3 separate regions of the Mus musculus genome follow, and regions 1 and 3 are each linked to region 2. A link is a contact called in public ChIA-PET and HiChIP or PLAC-seq data. All regions are on one chromosome and are shown on one strand. The core of a region is the stretch at or near the end of the contact, and the rest is flanking DNA. Distances in the headings are between cores, read along the strand shown.

What was found. ChIA-PET counts read pairs in DNA pulled down with a chosen protein or histone mark. HiChIP or PLAC-seq counts read pairs in DNA pulled down with a chosen protein or histone mark.
Region 1: an RNA polymerase II ChIA-PET map of memory CD8 T cells shows a contact between it and region 2, with 34 read pairs. The contact joins the enhancer-like site here to the promoter of Eomes in region 2. A contact is called at or near these places in 2 of 39 promoter capture datasets (both in liver) and 1 of 115 datasets of contacts at active chromatin or transcription factors (memory CD8 T cells).
Region 3: a contact with region 2 is called in an H3K27ac HiChIP or PLAC-seq map of extraembryonic endoderm stem cells, with 2.9 times the contacts expected there. The contact joins the promoter of Vill here to the promoter of Eomes in region 2. A contact is called at or near these places in 2 of 115 datasets of contacts at active chromatin or transcription factors (extraembryonic endoderm stem cells and pancreatic cancer cells) and 1 of 9 other capture datasets (embryonic stem cells).

Annotation. Positions count from the first base shown.
Region 1 is chr9:117,926,221-117,930,825 of GRCm38.p6, forward strand. Zcwpw2 (zinc finger, CW type with PWWP domain 2) reads right to left here. Exons shown (of 9, transcript NM_001378466.1): 8 at 2,864-2,961. Among named protein-coding and RNA genes, the nearest start is that of Azi2, 110 kb to the right of the region's middle. Within about 2 kb of position 1,446, at least 69 of the 459 cell types and tissues checked have an H3K27ac peak or open chromatin away from gene starts, as enhancers often do. A contact at or near this core is called in memory CD8 T cells, where this site is marked.
Region 2 is chr9:118,476,565-118,481,277 of GRCm38.p6, forward strand. Eomes (eomesodermin) reads left to right here and starts at 1,625. Exons shown (of 6, transcript NM_010136.3): 1 at 1,625-2,982; 2 at 3,903-4,057; 3 at 4,701-4,713. The coding sequence starts at 2,096. It overlaps Gm33408 (a long non-coding RNA gene), which reads right to left and starts at 2,084. Exons shown (of 5, transcript XR_871338.1): 1 at 1,996-2,084.
Region 3 is chr9:119,050,934-119,055,837 of GRCm38.p6, forward strand. It overlaps Vill (villin-like), which reads left to right and starts at 1,845. Exons shown (of 20, transcript NM_001164567.1): 1 at 1,845-1,895.

The DNA.
Region 1 (4,605 bases), core at 196-2,695, 550 kb before region 2:
AAAACACAGCAAATTCACAACTCTGAAAGGGGCTCACATGGTGTCTGCTCAGAGTCAACATAGTCCAGATTTGGAATTGTCTGCTGACTCTCTTTAGTGTGTTTAGTGTATCAAGGAGCATCTTCTAAAAAAGAAAATCCCTACATAAAGCACTTCTCCAGTTTTAAGTAGAAGCCACATTAATTCTTTGCAGAAACAATGAAAATAAAGAAGAAATAAAAGAACAAACCCCAGGGGTGTGTGATTACTTCTTTACTTTTAAGGTGGAAATTGCTACAGCTTTAATGGCTGGTTTCATGGCTGCTCTCCTCATTAACAGTGAGGAAGCCCGAAACTTCCAGAGACATCAGGAGCTGCTAGTGAGAGCCTGTAGGAGGTCCTCACCTGGCAGTAAATTAAAATAAGTAACTCTCATAGTTCCTAAATGCCTTTTAAAAGTGCAGAACAATACAAGAATCTAAAACAAAAGAAGGCCTACCTGGGGCTGTATTAAAGCTATGTATCTTAGCATTAGAAATAAAAATAAATCAAAAGTGGTTTCTATTCCATCAAGCTACTAGTTCTGACAGCAAAATGGAGGCCAGTCTGTGGCTGTAAAAACTCCAGGATGTCACTATAAAAACCAGTCAGGCTGTATTTTTGAGAAGACAAACCGCTGGGGCTAAAAAAGAAAGAAAGGGGAAAAAAACCCACAAACCACAAACCACAAACCACACTGCATAAAACCATGTAGTGTTGAACTGAGCACACAATTGCTAAGAAGGAATAATTTGTATATTTATATTTGTATTATTGTATAGATGTATTATTTGTTATTGTATTATATATATATATATATACACACATATATATACATATATATATGTGTGTGTGTGTGTGTGTGTGTGTGTGTGTAATTTGTATTATTACCCATGTCACCAGTCTACACATCCTGTTCTACAAGTGCAGCCACACATGGGAAGCGTGGTGGGAAATGCACTGTAGGCTGAGTCACAGCCTGCAGATCAGGGCAGCTGTGCTGCTGGCACTGAGTGGGAGCTTTCTGTGTTTTCCACCTCAGCAAAGGCTGACGTCTACTTCCTCTAACACATTCATCTCTAGGATGCTACATTCTGTACACTTTCCTTAATCTTTAACTCAGGAAGAAAGGCGTTAAAGACTCATCTTTAGCTGAACACCTACGGCTCCAGCTCTTAGGAGTTAGAGCTGAGACAGATGGATTCATGTTTGAGGAAAGCCTCTACTACACAGAGAACCCACACCACCAAGGGAGGCCCTATCTGCAGGAGAGCTAGAAAAAATATGGAGGATCCATGTCTTCATACTGGGTAAGGATCTAACCGAAGCCTGCAGTCTGACATGCATGAACGATCCACCCACTTCTAAATCCAGCTATCACTGAGAGGAACTGGCAGAGATGTAGTGTCCCTGGGTGAGCATGGGGGAAACAAGAGAGGAAGTTAAGAATTCTCCTCTTAGAACTAGCACCGCCCACTGTCACCTCGGACACAGCGCGTTTGTCGTATCTGACTCCTAAGACAATTCTCTAAAGTAGGGCATGAGTAACTGCTAAGTGGCATGAGTCCTTAGCTGCAGAACCTGGATTACATTAAGTTTATGTTATTAACAAATGATAATAAGGCAATAAAATCGCAATGATTATATCGGGGATTCTGTCTTGGTGTGTCTCTTTGACTGGGGCACACTATGTATCTGAATGAATTAATGAAACCTATGTAACCTCCCACTGCCGTTTGTTTCCTAGTTAGGAAACAACTATACCAGAGGGTTAAGTGTCTGTCCTGAGACTGATTTTTATGCATGATTGGCCCAGTGCTGCCTTTTATAAATGGTCTGAGCTTTCTATCACAAATTCTCATTCCATTTACAAAGATATTGGATAGTAAGAACATACAGCTCTCTGAATATAACATAATTAGTTAAAAACAAGAGGAAATAGGAGCTAGCCCAGACGTGGTGGAGATGACATGGGTGCCCTGGTGAGCTCCACCTCTGCTCTGTTAACACTGAGAGGTTTTGCCTTACAGTAGCCCAGACATGCACGTTTCAGTGCCCAGATGGGACAGAGAAGGTTCTGACCAAGCTACTCCCCTGTGCCAGGGATCTGCTACTCCTATACCTCACTTCTCTTACCTGGAAAGATAATATTATTATCTTTAATAATAATAATAATATTGCTATTCATCTAAAACTGTCAACTTCACTGAATTAAGAAATCTCCATCGAATTAATGATATTTAGCAAGCAGGTATGTCAGTTTGGGCTTTTCTAGAGACAGAGCATGAAGACTCTGAGCTAACCAACACATGACTTCTATGGCATATTCATAACACAGCTGGAGAGTTATTACTGGGAGCTAGGGAGTGGCAGGCAGGGGGTGGGGTAGAGCATCTGGAAGTAGGTACTGGGGCCATGCCCATGGGTGCTCTCTTGCCCTGGCCCCTTCCTGTCTTCTCTTTCTTCTGCTTCCTATCTTACCTGGGTGTGCGGTGCTCTGCACCAGCATGTCCTCCAAGATGAACTGACATCTCTTCTAGTCATTTCTGTCAAGTATTGTGTCATGATGGCCAATCCCAGGTCTCTCTGCAATGGTCCACCTCAGCTACAGGAAACCCCTGCATCTTCCTTCATTCCCAACCCCAAAGATCTAAAGTTAAATGACTACCTTTGTGTAATCTCACATTTTCCCAGGAATATAGTTTGGCTTCTTGACAGCCTCCAGTTCATTAACATCATGATGATCAGTGGCTCAGATTTTAGACGTGGAGAAAGGTACGTATATGACTGAAATGCCCATCAGTCTGAGAACCTGAAGCTGCTGGTGGTGCCTCTGCATACCAACCTGCTCTCCCTGTGACTCATCCTCTCTTGCTGTGGGTTCTTGGATTTGTTGCAGCATTTTCTCCAGTTCTTTCAGCAAACCTTCAGTCTCAGAGACAACTAAAGGAAATCATGAATACAGTAAAAGCTGCATCTTTAGTTAATGCCATCTAATTCATAATCTTTTTATTGGTTATTTAATTTATTTACATTTCAAATGTTATCCCCCTTCCAGGTTTCTCCTCTGAAAACTCCCTCCCTTCTCCCTCTCCCCCTGCTTCTATAATGGTGCTCCCATACCCACCCACCCACTCCTTGGCTCACCGCCCTAGCATTCCCCAACTCTGGGGCTTCGAGCCCTCACAGGACCAACGGCCTCCCCTCCCATTGATGCCAGATAAGGCCATCCTCTACTACATATGCATCTGGAGCCATGGGTCCCTCCATGTGTATTCTTTGGTTACTAGTTTTGTCCCTGGGAGCTCTGGGATGGGGGTGGGGGGTCTGGTTGGTTTATATTGTTGTTCTTTCTATGGGGCTGCAAACCCCTTCAGTCCTTCCCCTAACTCCTTCATTGGGGTCCCTGTGCTCAGTCTGATGGTTGACTGCAAGCATCTGTATCAGTAAGGCTCTAGCAGAGCCTCTCAGGAGACATACATATCAGGCTCCTATCAGCAAGCACTTCTTGGTATCAGCAATAGTGTCTGGGTTTGGTGTCTGCATGTGTGATGGATCCCTAGGTGGGGCAGTCTCTGTATGGCCTTTCCTTCAGTCTCTGCTGCACACTTTGTCCCTGAATTTCCTTTAGACAGGAACAATTCTGGGTTAAAATTCTGAGACGGGTGGGTGGCCCCATCTCTCTTTCGGGATCCATGCCTAACCTCTGGATATGGTCTCTACAGGTTCTCTCTCCCCTTTGTGGGGTATTTCAGCTAAGGTCATCCATCCAAGTTGGGTTCTGGGAGCTGCTTGCTTTCCTGGCAACTGCTACTCTCTGTAGGCTACCCCCAGTTCCCTTTCTCCCATGGCTACACACCTCTGTTCAATTTCCTGACCCTCTGTATGTCTCCTCTGTCTCCTCCCACACCGGATCCTGGCCCCCTTTTCCTCTCCCTCTCCTTTCTTTCTACCAAGTCCTTCCAATCCTCTTTCTCCTGTGATTATTTTGTTCCCCCCATAAGTGTCGGTCGTATCATGAGTATTCCAAGCTTTTTTCCTAATATCCATTATCAGTAAGTGCATACCATGTGTGTTCTTTTGTGACTGTGTTACCTCACTCAGGATGATATTTTCTAGTTCCATCCATTTGCCTAAGAATTTCATGAAGTTGGGGCTTGGAGAGATGACTCAGCAGTTAAGAGCACTGACTGCTCTTCCAGAAGTCCTGAGTTCAAATCCCAGCAACCACATGGTGGCTCACAACCATCAGTAATGAGATCAGATGCCCTCTTCTGGTGTGTCTGAAGACAGTGACAGTGTACTCATATATATTAAGTAGATAGATAGATAGATAGATAGATAGATAGATAGATAGATATTGCCAGGCAGTGGTGGCACATGCCACTTGGGAGGCAGAGGCAGGTAGATTTCTGAGTTCAAGGTCAGCCTGGTCTACAGAGTAAATTCCAGGACAGCCGGGGCTACAGAAACCCTGTCTCGAAAAACAAAAGTAAACAAACAAAAACAGAATTTCATGAAGTCATTTGTTTTTAATAGCTGGGTAGTACTCCATTGTGTAAATGTACCACATTTTCTGTATCCATT
Region 2 (4,713 bases), core at 375-2,874:
TGGAACTCGCATCCCCCTTGTGGAATCCTCACGTTCAATATCTCGCACCCTTTGAGGGGAATAAAAATTAATCCCAAAGGCTTCGCTGCATCAAAACAAAACAAAAACATGCGGGACGGAGCCCGAGACCAAATCGGAGCTGGGATCTCTGGACTGATCGCGCAGGATGTCAGCCCGAGTTCTCTGAGCCAAAATTGACAAGGTTGTTGTTCCAAAACACTTGAAAAGCTTTGCGAGCGCCCAAGACCCACTACGCTATTCTATCAAAACCCCACACAGCATCCAAGTCCATGAAGGATCGCTCCACTCCCTAACACGGGCGTGCCCACGTTCGTGATTCGCGGGGTTTGGACCCAGGTTGGAAAGCTTCGCGCGGATCTGCTGCTGGCGTCTGAGCGCTTAGCAGATCCCGCGGCCACCTCATCTGTTCTCGGCAAAAGTTTCCCGTGTGATCGCATTGGGTTGGGGGAAGCAGAGTCCCTACATCTCGACCGGAAAATGCGCTCCTGGAGCGACTACTGCAGGCGTCCGTAATTGCTTATTAGAGGAGAATGTACAGGCTTCTCATCGTCAACGAAACGTGTTCCCCCTTCTGTAATAATAAAACAATAAAATATGACGGCCCCGTCCTTGACTGTTTGCGGAAACGCAGGGGGGAAAAACAGGCAGCTGGAGCAAAGGAGCTTAATTCAATATCAAACTGATTATTTCACTAATTATTCTGCCTTCTGTATTGTGCCGCAGAGAGGCGCAGGGAATCTTAACTGCACAGCTGCTAGGGAACCTTTGTGTCTTAGTGTCAGTCCCCACCAAAGATGTTGGCGAAAGCGGGGGCTGGGGGAGGTAGGAAACATCCAGTGTTTAGAAAAAACCGAGCAGAGGGAATTCTGAGTAATGAAAGTGACGGCCTCGGGGAAGCCGGTGTTTTAGCGCGGTTGTAATACTGAGTGTTTGGTTCGTCCGGTCAGGCTCATGTTGGGTCTTCAGAAGCCCACTTCAGAAGCTAGAAGCTGGAGTCTCTGATTCAGACGCGGAATCCTTTTGCCATCTCTGGAATCCCAAAAACTGAACGCGAGGTTTCTCTCCACCAAGTCTTTACGCTAAAAGATGGGACAGGACAAAAAGCGGTTCCTGTGTGCTGAAGGCCAGGAAGTCAGAAGGAGGGTGTGCGCAGAGACTTCGGGTCGCTCTCCAGCCCTCCCCTAGATTTGCACCCCCGGGGACCTGAGCCTTCCTGCGAGCAGGGAGCTTGTAAAGACGCCTTCACGGGCCTCTGGGACCTGCCAAACTAGACCCGAACTCAGGAATGATTCCTATGCCGTGGGTAGACCATGTTCGCAGACTTCAAACCCGTTTCTCCGGCGCCATAGAGCCACCGGGTACACCAGGATTGATTCTCAGTGGGATATAGTTCTCCCAAAGACGCTTAAAGAAACACCAAACCAGCAATAACAGCCAAATAAGCTAAGAGAAAATGAAACTCGCAGGCGACCCGATCCAATTAATAAATACTTAATTGAATTAGTGTCACCTCTAACAGCCAATAGCAAAGTCCCCTAGCCATGGGGCTGCGAAGCCCCTCCCTGGCCGCACATATATAAGCAGCCAACCACCGCTCACAAGTTTCCAAGCGGTCAAGTATGCCTAGAGTTTAGCAGAGCCAGCCGAGAGGAAATGGCTGGTTGCTAAATGGGAACTCAGAGCTAAGTCCTCTTCTTCCTTAGTGTGAGTGTAGGGGTCCTGAGAGGTTAGACAAGGAGGGAAGGAAGAAAAGAAGGAAGGAAGGAAGGAAGGAAGGAAGGAAGGAAGGAAGGAAGGAAGGAAGGAAGGAGAGAGACACCTACAACCCGGGGTTTGTTTTCTTGCGGAAGGAAAGGGGCACCTACAATCCCGAGTTTGTTCCCTTGAGGGAAGGACGCTAAATTGGGCGCGCGCTGAAGCCGCCCCGCAGGTCCGCAGGTGGGTAGCCTAGGCGAGGGAGGAAGGGGACATTACCTTCCCCTCGGAAGAGGGCGCTGGCTCCCCCAACTGGCCTTTATAACCAGGCCGCGGGAGGCGAGGAGGCAGCCGGTTGCCGTCTGCGATTCGCTAAAGCATGCAGTTGGGAGAGCAGCTCCTGGTGAGCTCGGTGAACCTGCCCGGCGCGCACTTCTACTCGCTGGAGAGTGCTCGCGGAGGAGGAGGAGGAGGAGGCGGAGGAGGAGGGGGAGGCGGAGGGAGCGTCAGCCTCCTCCCCGGTGCTGCCCCCTCGCCCCAGAGGCTGGACTTAGACAAAGCGTCCAAGAAGTTTCCGGGCAGTCTCCCGTGCCAGGCGGGGAGCGCAGAACCCGCAGGCGCCGGCGCGGGGGCCCCCGCGGCCATGCTCAGTGACGCGGACGCTGGGGACACCTTCGGGAGCACCTCGGCGGTGGCCAAGCCCGGGCCCCCGGACGGCCGCAAGGGCTCCCCGTGCGCGGAGGAGGAGCTGCCCTCCGCCGCCACCGCCGCGGCCACCGCGCGCTACTCCATGGACAGCCTGAGCTCCGAGCGCTACTACCTCCCGTCGCCGGGACCGCAGGGCTCCGAGCTCGCCGCGCCCTGCTCGCTCTTCCAGTACCCGGCGGCGGCCGGAGCAGCCCACGGACCCGTGTACCCCGCGTCCAATGGCGCGCGCTACCCCTACGGCTCCATGCTGCCCCCCGGTGGATTCCCCGCCGCCGTGTGCCCGCCCGCGAGGGCGCAGTTCGGCCCCGCTGCGGGTTCGGGGAGCGGCGCTGGTAGCAGCGGCGGTGGTGCCGGCGGTCCTGGCGCCTATCCCTACGGCCAGGGTTCTCCGCTCTACGGGCCATACGCCGGAACCTCAGCGGCCGGGTCTTGTGGAGGATTGGGGGGCCTAGGGGTGCCTGGCTCCGGCTTCCGCGCCCACGTCTACCTGTGCAACCGGCCCCTATGGCTCAAATTCCACCGGCACCAAACTGAGATGATCATCACCAAACAGGGCAGGTGAGTGCAGGGTGGAGGGACCCCAGGCGCCTGGTTGTCCGCACACTGCGGGCTCTGCTTAGGGTGTTTAAGTGGTACATCATATCTCCAAAGTCGTGTCCCTTACTTCCTAAGGCACACCTGTAGCTTGGGCTCCGAGCCCACGTTACTCTCCTCTCTAGTCACCTTCACCGGGATTGACTGGGAGGAGGAGGAGGCGGAGATGGAAATTTGGGAATGAACCCTTGAGGGCAGATCTACGTGACCCGCTGGCTCCTGGGTTTGCAGCAGGCGATTTGTGGGCTGCATAGCGAAAGAGGGCTAGCTGGAGCTGGCTGCGGCCTGCGCACAAGTGTTTGAAAAGAAGCTTTTTAAAGCTCCTTGGTTTGGTGGGGCTCTTCTGTAAGAAGAGCAGAAAGAAGTCGGTTTGAGCTGGTGACTAGGTAGACAGTTTTTGGAGCCAGATGTTTGGGGGAGGGGGCTCTGCTTGCGGGGAAGGGACCAGAAAGTTCAGGCACACCTTCAAATTGTCATCAGCTACTTCTTGAGGAAGTGAGGAGTGGATATTGGGAGACAGGGACCCAAAGAGGGCTCGTTGAGAGAGAGAGAGAGAGAGAGAGAGAGAGAGAGTGCAAGAAGGCGCGCTCCGGCCTAATGTTCTCAGTCACCTATGTCTTTAAAAATAATTTTAGACATTTCAGAAAGAAACCTAGTAGATACCTGAAAATAGATGGATGTCTCAGAAAAGAAGCACGCGAATTAGGGAAAATACTGATTTGGAGGCTGTTCCAAATAAATATGTCAATTTAAAACCATTTTCTTAGTTTCAGGCCGTAGTAGCCATTTTTGTTTGTTTGCTGTTTATTGCAGACCCCCCATGTGTCCGGGAGGGACCAGAGCCGCTACTTAAATAATTTCCTCTGGTTCTGTTCTTTGCACAGGCGCATGTTTCCTTTCTTGAGCTTCAACATAAACGGACTCAACCCCACCGCCCACTACAATGTTTTCGTGGAAGTGGTTCTGGCCGACCCTAACCACTGGCGCTTCCAGGGGGGCAAGTGGGTGACCTGCGGCAAAGCGGACAATAACATGCAGGGTGAGGAGAGAGGGGGCCTGGACCGGGAAGAGGTCGGAGCCTCAGTGTTGGACCGGCCACATTTAAATCAAGCATGTCACCCCAACCTGGGGCATGGGGATGTTAGCATGTGCTGCCTTCTGCTGCTGGGGAGAAATTTACTCCGTCCTTTTTCTTGTTTCTCATTATATATCAAACCTTGACCTTGACCCTATGAGGGCTATGTTTGAGAAATGAATAGCCAAGTGAAGTTCTGGGTTTGGGGAAAGTTCCTGGTAAATGATCCTGGCATTTTAGAATTCTCTTGAGAAAGCCCAGGCCACCTTTAACTTAATCTATAAAAGTTAAGGACTCGATGAGGCACTTCCCCTCCAGCTTAAGGTCTCAGACCAACAATCAAGAACCATCCTCTCTCCTCTCAACTCTGTTTTTTAAGTTTGGAGAGGCTGGTGATTGGAATACCATGATTAAGGAAGGCTGGATGCACCCTGGCCCGGGGGAGTGACTGGAGTCCCGCTGGGATCCACTGATTTCAGTCGACTGACCTCCCAGGAGGAGGTTGCTACAGCAAACCCAAGCCTAGCTAACAGACATCCTCTCCAACCTGCCTGGGTGAAGGCTGTCTCCTTTCATTTGCTTATGTTTCCTTTCCTTTTCCTCTTAGGCAATAAGATGTA
Region 3 (4,904 bases), core at 595-3,094, 570 kb after region 2:
GAGGAGGGAGAGAGGGAGGGGAACGAACCAGGCCTGAAGGTAAACTGTGATCACAGTATTGGAGGAGGATAATCATTAAGTAGTTTGTGGTCATCCTCAGCTGTTCAAGGAGTTCATAACTTGAGTTAAATCCACTGGGACCTACATAGTGGAAGGAGGAAACCAGCCCACAAGTGACCCTCTGGCCTCCATACTCCACATGGCCTCCATACTCCACACACCCCATGACTTCTGTGAAAGTTCTCTCTCTCTCTCTCTCTCTCTCTCTCTCTCTCTCTCTCTCACACACACACACACACACACACACACACACACACACACACAGAATAATAAATAAATAAATCCAAGAACAACAAAAATGTAATCCAAGTCCCTCTGGCGGCTGTGAGAAGGAAGATGCAGGACCAGGGAGGCCAAGACAGAGGGTGACTCATGCCACCAACTGGCTGAAGCTGGCTCCCAGAGCAGGGCAGTATGCAGGAAGCAATGTGACTACCCAGTCCAGGGAGAAGACCATGTTTAGGTGGGGGGTCGGGGGATGAGAGAGGGGAAGAGGCTGGGAAACCAGGGGTCTTTCACCCTTGGGCCTGGAACTTGCAAGTAAAGTGGACAATGGAGAGGGACTGAGGTCTGGGCTGTGTACACGCTGACCCTTAGAGACCCCAGAAGAGACAGATGGAGAGAGAAGAAGGGGAAGGTGTTACCGGAACCAGCCAACACTGGCCACACAGAAGTGAGAGTCCAGCAGATTGGGAAAGGGGAAAGGGGATGGTGACACGGGACATGGGGACAGGGGACAGGTGACTGAGAGCACAGAGGAAGCCCAACACTCTCTACTGTGAGCCAGACACAGGACTAGCCAAGTTCCTCGTGACACAGGCTTCCTTTACACACAGCTAACCCACAACCGTGTCTCTTGCATATGTCCATCTGTCTATCCCAACCCTCAGGAGGCTGAGGCAGGAGGACTGTGAGTTTCAGGACAGCTTGGGCTATACAGTATGACACTGTCTGACCAAAACAAAGCAAAATAAAACACATACACACACTGACCACTGGGCACAGGCTGGCCCAGAGTTTCTGGAGTGTCTAGTCCTGAGCCATGAGACTTTGTAAGTGAAGAATCCGCTGCAGAGAGAGGTCTTGCATACTGTCTGCAGGCAGGATCTAGTGGGGTTGAAGGGAAGGCATGTGCTGGCTGACGCTGGCTGTGACTGAGATCTGTGCTGTGACAGGCAGGAGGTAAAGGAAAGTTGTGTCCCAGGCATTTCTGGAAGGTTCTATTTCCAGCGTCCTCCTATCCCACAATCAGGAGTAACAGAGGGGCAGCCAGGGTGTGGAAGGGATCTCCTTGCTGTAGACTCCACCGGCCTCTCCCACGATGGATATCAGGCTCCCTGGGGACCTCTGTGCTGGGCAGCCAGCCCGAGATGGGAGGTCGGGGTCAGAAATTCTGGGAGGCAGCCCCGGGCGTTTCCTCCACCTCCTAAAATGACCTTCATATCACTTGACTCACTATGGTGGTCTGAACCTCTAGATCCAAAAGGAGCCCAACCCGCGGGGGTAGGGGGGCGGTTGCCCACTTGAGCTCCCCAATGAGAAATCGGTGTATTCCACAGTCCACCTCAGCCTTGATCAGGCCTCCACCCCTAGCCTTCTCTGCCCACTGGTACCGAAGAAGTAATCTACCAGGCCACGGGAAGGGGGCTGGCTCCCAGACGGCTTGGTCAATATTTATTGACTGACTAACTCTGAATGCCCTCCCTGTCCATGCTGCACAGAGCACGGGGTGTGTCCTGCAAGGCGGGAGCTGGGATTGAGTTACAGTTCGGAGGGAGGGGCCTAGTGTTGCCCACAGGCTGAGTGAAGGAAGGTGCAGAGGCAGTTCCCAGAAGGTAGGCCTGGACTGGGGTGGGGGTGGGGGACCCGGTAGAGGGGTTGCTGGGAACGCAGAGGGAAGGCATGGCGTTCTAGGGCTCGGGGATCATACAGCGGCTGAAGGCTGGTAGGATTGAGGGCAGCCCCACGGTGAGAACGCTTGGCTATCTGCGCGTGGGTGGAGGAGGACCACTGTGGCAAGCCAGCGTGAGAGGAAGAAGCGGCGGGTTTTGCGTGGGTGGGCTCTCTGTCACCCCCCAGAGTCAGTTCGCCTGACTCACGACCCTCCAGCAGGCTATGCCCTCCCTTCCTGGAAGTTAAGCAAAGGAATCTCGAGGTCTACCCTCAAGTACACCTTGTTCAGGAGGAGGGGTCGGCTGGAAGGGAGAAGGGTCACCTGAAGGAAGGCGACAAACGACAAGACAAGCGGCCTGGCCGCCAAGGAGACTGGGACCCCCTCCCCCCCACACACACACACACAGTGGGTTAGAGCCCCTGCGGAGAGGGGCAGAGAGAAAGCCAGTGTCGGAGAGAAAGGAACTTCACCCTGGGAAATGAGAGGGCTTCTAGGAGGGCAGGGGGTGGGGGAGATGGGGTCCCCATGGGGGATGTACTGGTAAAAGGGGACACACATGGGCTGGGGCTCTCGTGAGCCACGGGTGACTCCGTGGGAAGAGAAGAAACCTCTAGCGGGAGGGGAGGGAACACAAAGTGTAAGAGGAGTAAAGACACCCCGTGCTTTAAAGTTCTCTTGCCTCCTCTAGCAAGAGGGATGGGGGCTCAGCTCCAGTCTGACTCTCCAGGCTGTGGGTTTTGGGGCTCCTTCCCAGCCACCCCTGGGCCACTGCTGCCCCTCTCTGAGAAGCCAGGTTAGACACTGCTTCCAGCTGCCAATATGCCCTCCTCTTCTCTGTGGCCCCGAAGTTGGACGGTGTCCTTCCCACTCCACTGTGGCCCTTAGAGCTACCTGGCCACTACCTTCTGGCTCTGTGCCTCGGGTCTCTGTCTGTCTGGGTCCCTAATCATTTTCCTGTAGCTGGTTTGATGTATAGACTCTGTCCTTGCTGAAGGGTCCTGTTGCAAGTCACTATACCCACCATGGTGTGCCATGTTCTCCGTTGCTGGAAAGGACCATTGTGTGACCACTGTGCCCATCCATCATATATGTCATTGTCACACAATGACCTCAACTAGAGGTGCTGCTGGCACGCCTGGTGACTCCCTTGGTCAATCAACAACTATCTATGGACTCCTTCTGTTCCATGTCGGGAGAGCCATGCTAACAGCACACAGGCTCTCCCATGACATGCCCAGCCCACAGCCTCCTCTGCTGTGACTCAGTGTGGACAGTCCCCCGGCCACACCCTCTTTCCAGGCCACCTTGTCCTGAGCCTAGCCCTCAGGGGCCCTAAACAAAGGAGTAAAGAATTCAGGCACCTGTGGCTCTGTAACTCTTACCTCGCCAAGTCCTCTCACGGTCACATGGGGCAGCGGGTCTGAGGGTGTTCTTGCTATGGTAGAGCAGAGCTGGATGTTCAAATTAAGAGAAAGGAAGTCAGTCACTGCTGCACCAGGGCCACCCACTCAGGAGACTCAGAACCCAGTGACTGTGTCTGCTTAGCGAGCTGCCAGGACTTCAGTTAGATGTGGGAAGTTGCATTGAGGAAAAACAAAATACTTCAACTACACACCCATCCAACTCGTGGCTGCTTGCGGTTTCCAAAGGGCTGGACAGTGAAGAGATAACAGATAGTGATAACAGAATGAACCCCGTCCCATCCCCGTGGCTCCCTGCACCCCATCCCTACAGTCCCCCTGCACCCTGACCCCACAGCCCCCTGTACCCCACCCCTACAACCCCCCTGCACCCTGACCCCACACCCCCTGCACCCCATCCCCACACTCAGATTTTCAGAGCAAGGAATTTGCAGAGCCTGTGTATAGAGTTCAGCCATCTTTCAAGGCTGGATCAGGAAGGCCTATGATTCATTGACCCAACCTTCTCAGGTCACCTGAGTCTGTCGCCTGCTGCAGAATCCGTCACAGTCCTATGCAGTCTCTGTCCTGAGTTGACAGAGCTTTTGTCTTGTTTGTAGCACCCGTGGAGCAGGTTCCAGTTTTCAATCTAGATCTCTCAACAGTGCCCCTGCCCCCACTGCCCACTGTATGAGATTTGCTTTTATTCCAGGTGCTGACGCGCTAGCACAGCCTGTCCTGGCTGCAGAGCAGACAGCACCCCTGTCTAGGCGTCTGCAAAGCTTTGTCTGCTTATGGTGCCTGTCCCTGTCTAGGGACAATGGTCCCCTCCATGCTAATGTCATCAGAACTTTGTGGGTCAGATCCTAGATCCTAATCGCTGACAGGCCTGCAGGCTGCACTTAGTCAACCATGCTCACTACATAGACACCTAAGCTCACCACACTAACTATAGACACTCAAACTCAACAGACTAACTATAGACATTCAAGCTCAACAGACTAACTATAGACAACCATGCTCACTACACTAACCATAGACAACCATGCTCACTACACTAACCATAGACACCTAAGCTCACCACACTAACCATAGACACCCAAGCTCACCACACTAACTATAGACATTCAAACTCAACAGACTAACTATAGACATTCAAGCTCAACAGACTAACCATAGACAACCATGCTCACTACACTAACCATAGACACCTAAGCTCACCACACTAACCACGGACACCCACGCTCACCACACTAACTAACCAAGCACACAATAATGAAAAGCATAAAAAGGAAATGTGACTGATGTGGCCACACTGAGAAAAGAAACAAATAGTGCAGTGAGCCCCACCCTGAGTCCTGCTGCGAGGTTGAGAGTTAAAAGGAGGACTCAGGTTTGCATAACTGAGCAGCCCTGCTCAAAGCGTGGTCCTGCCCATCACTGACCCAGGCGGTCCTGCAAGGTGGCCTCACCTTGTCAGACCTGTGTGAAAGCTCTCTTTGGGAGACAGACTCTTCCTCCAGCCATTTCCAGGGCTTCAGCCTTCCCTT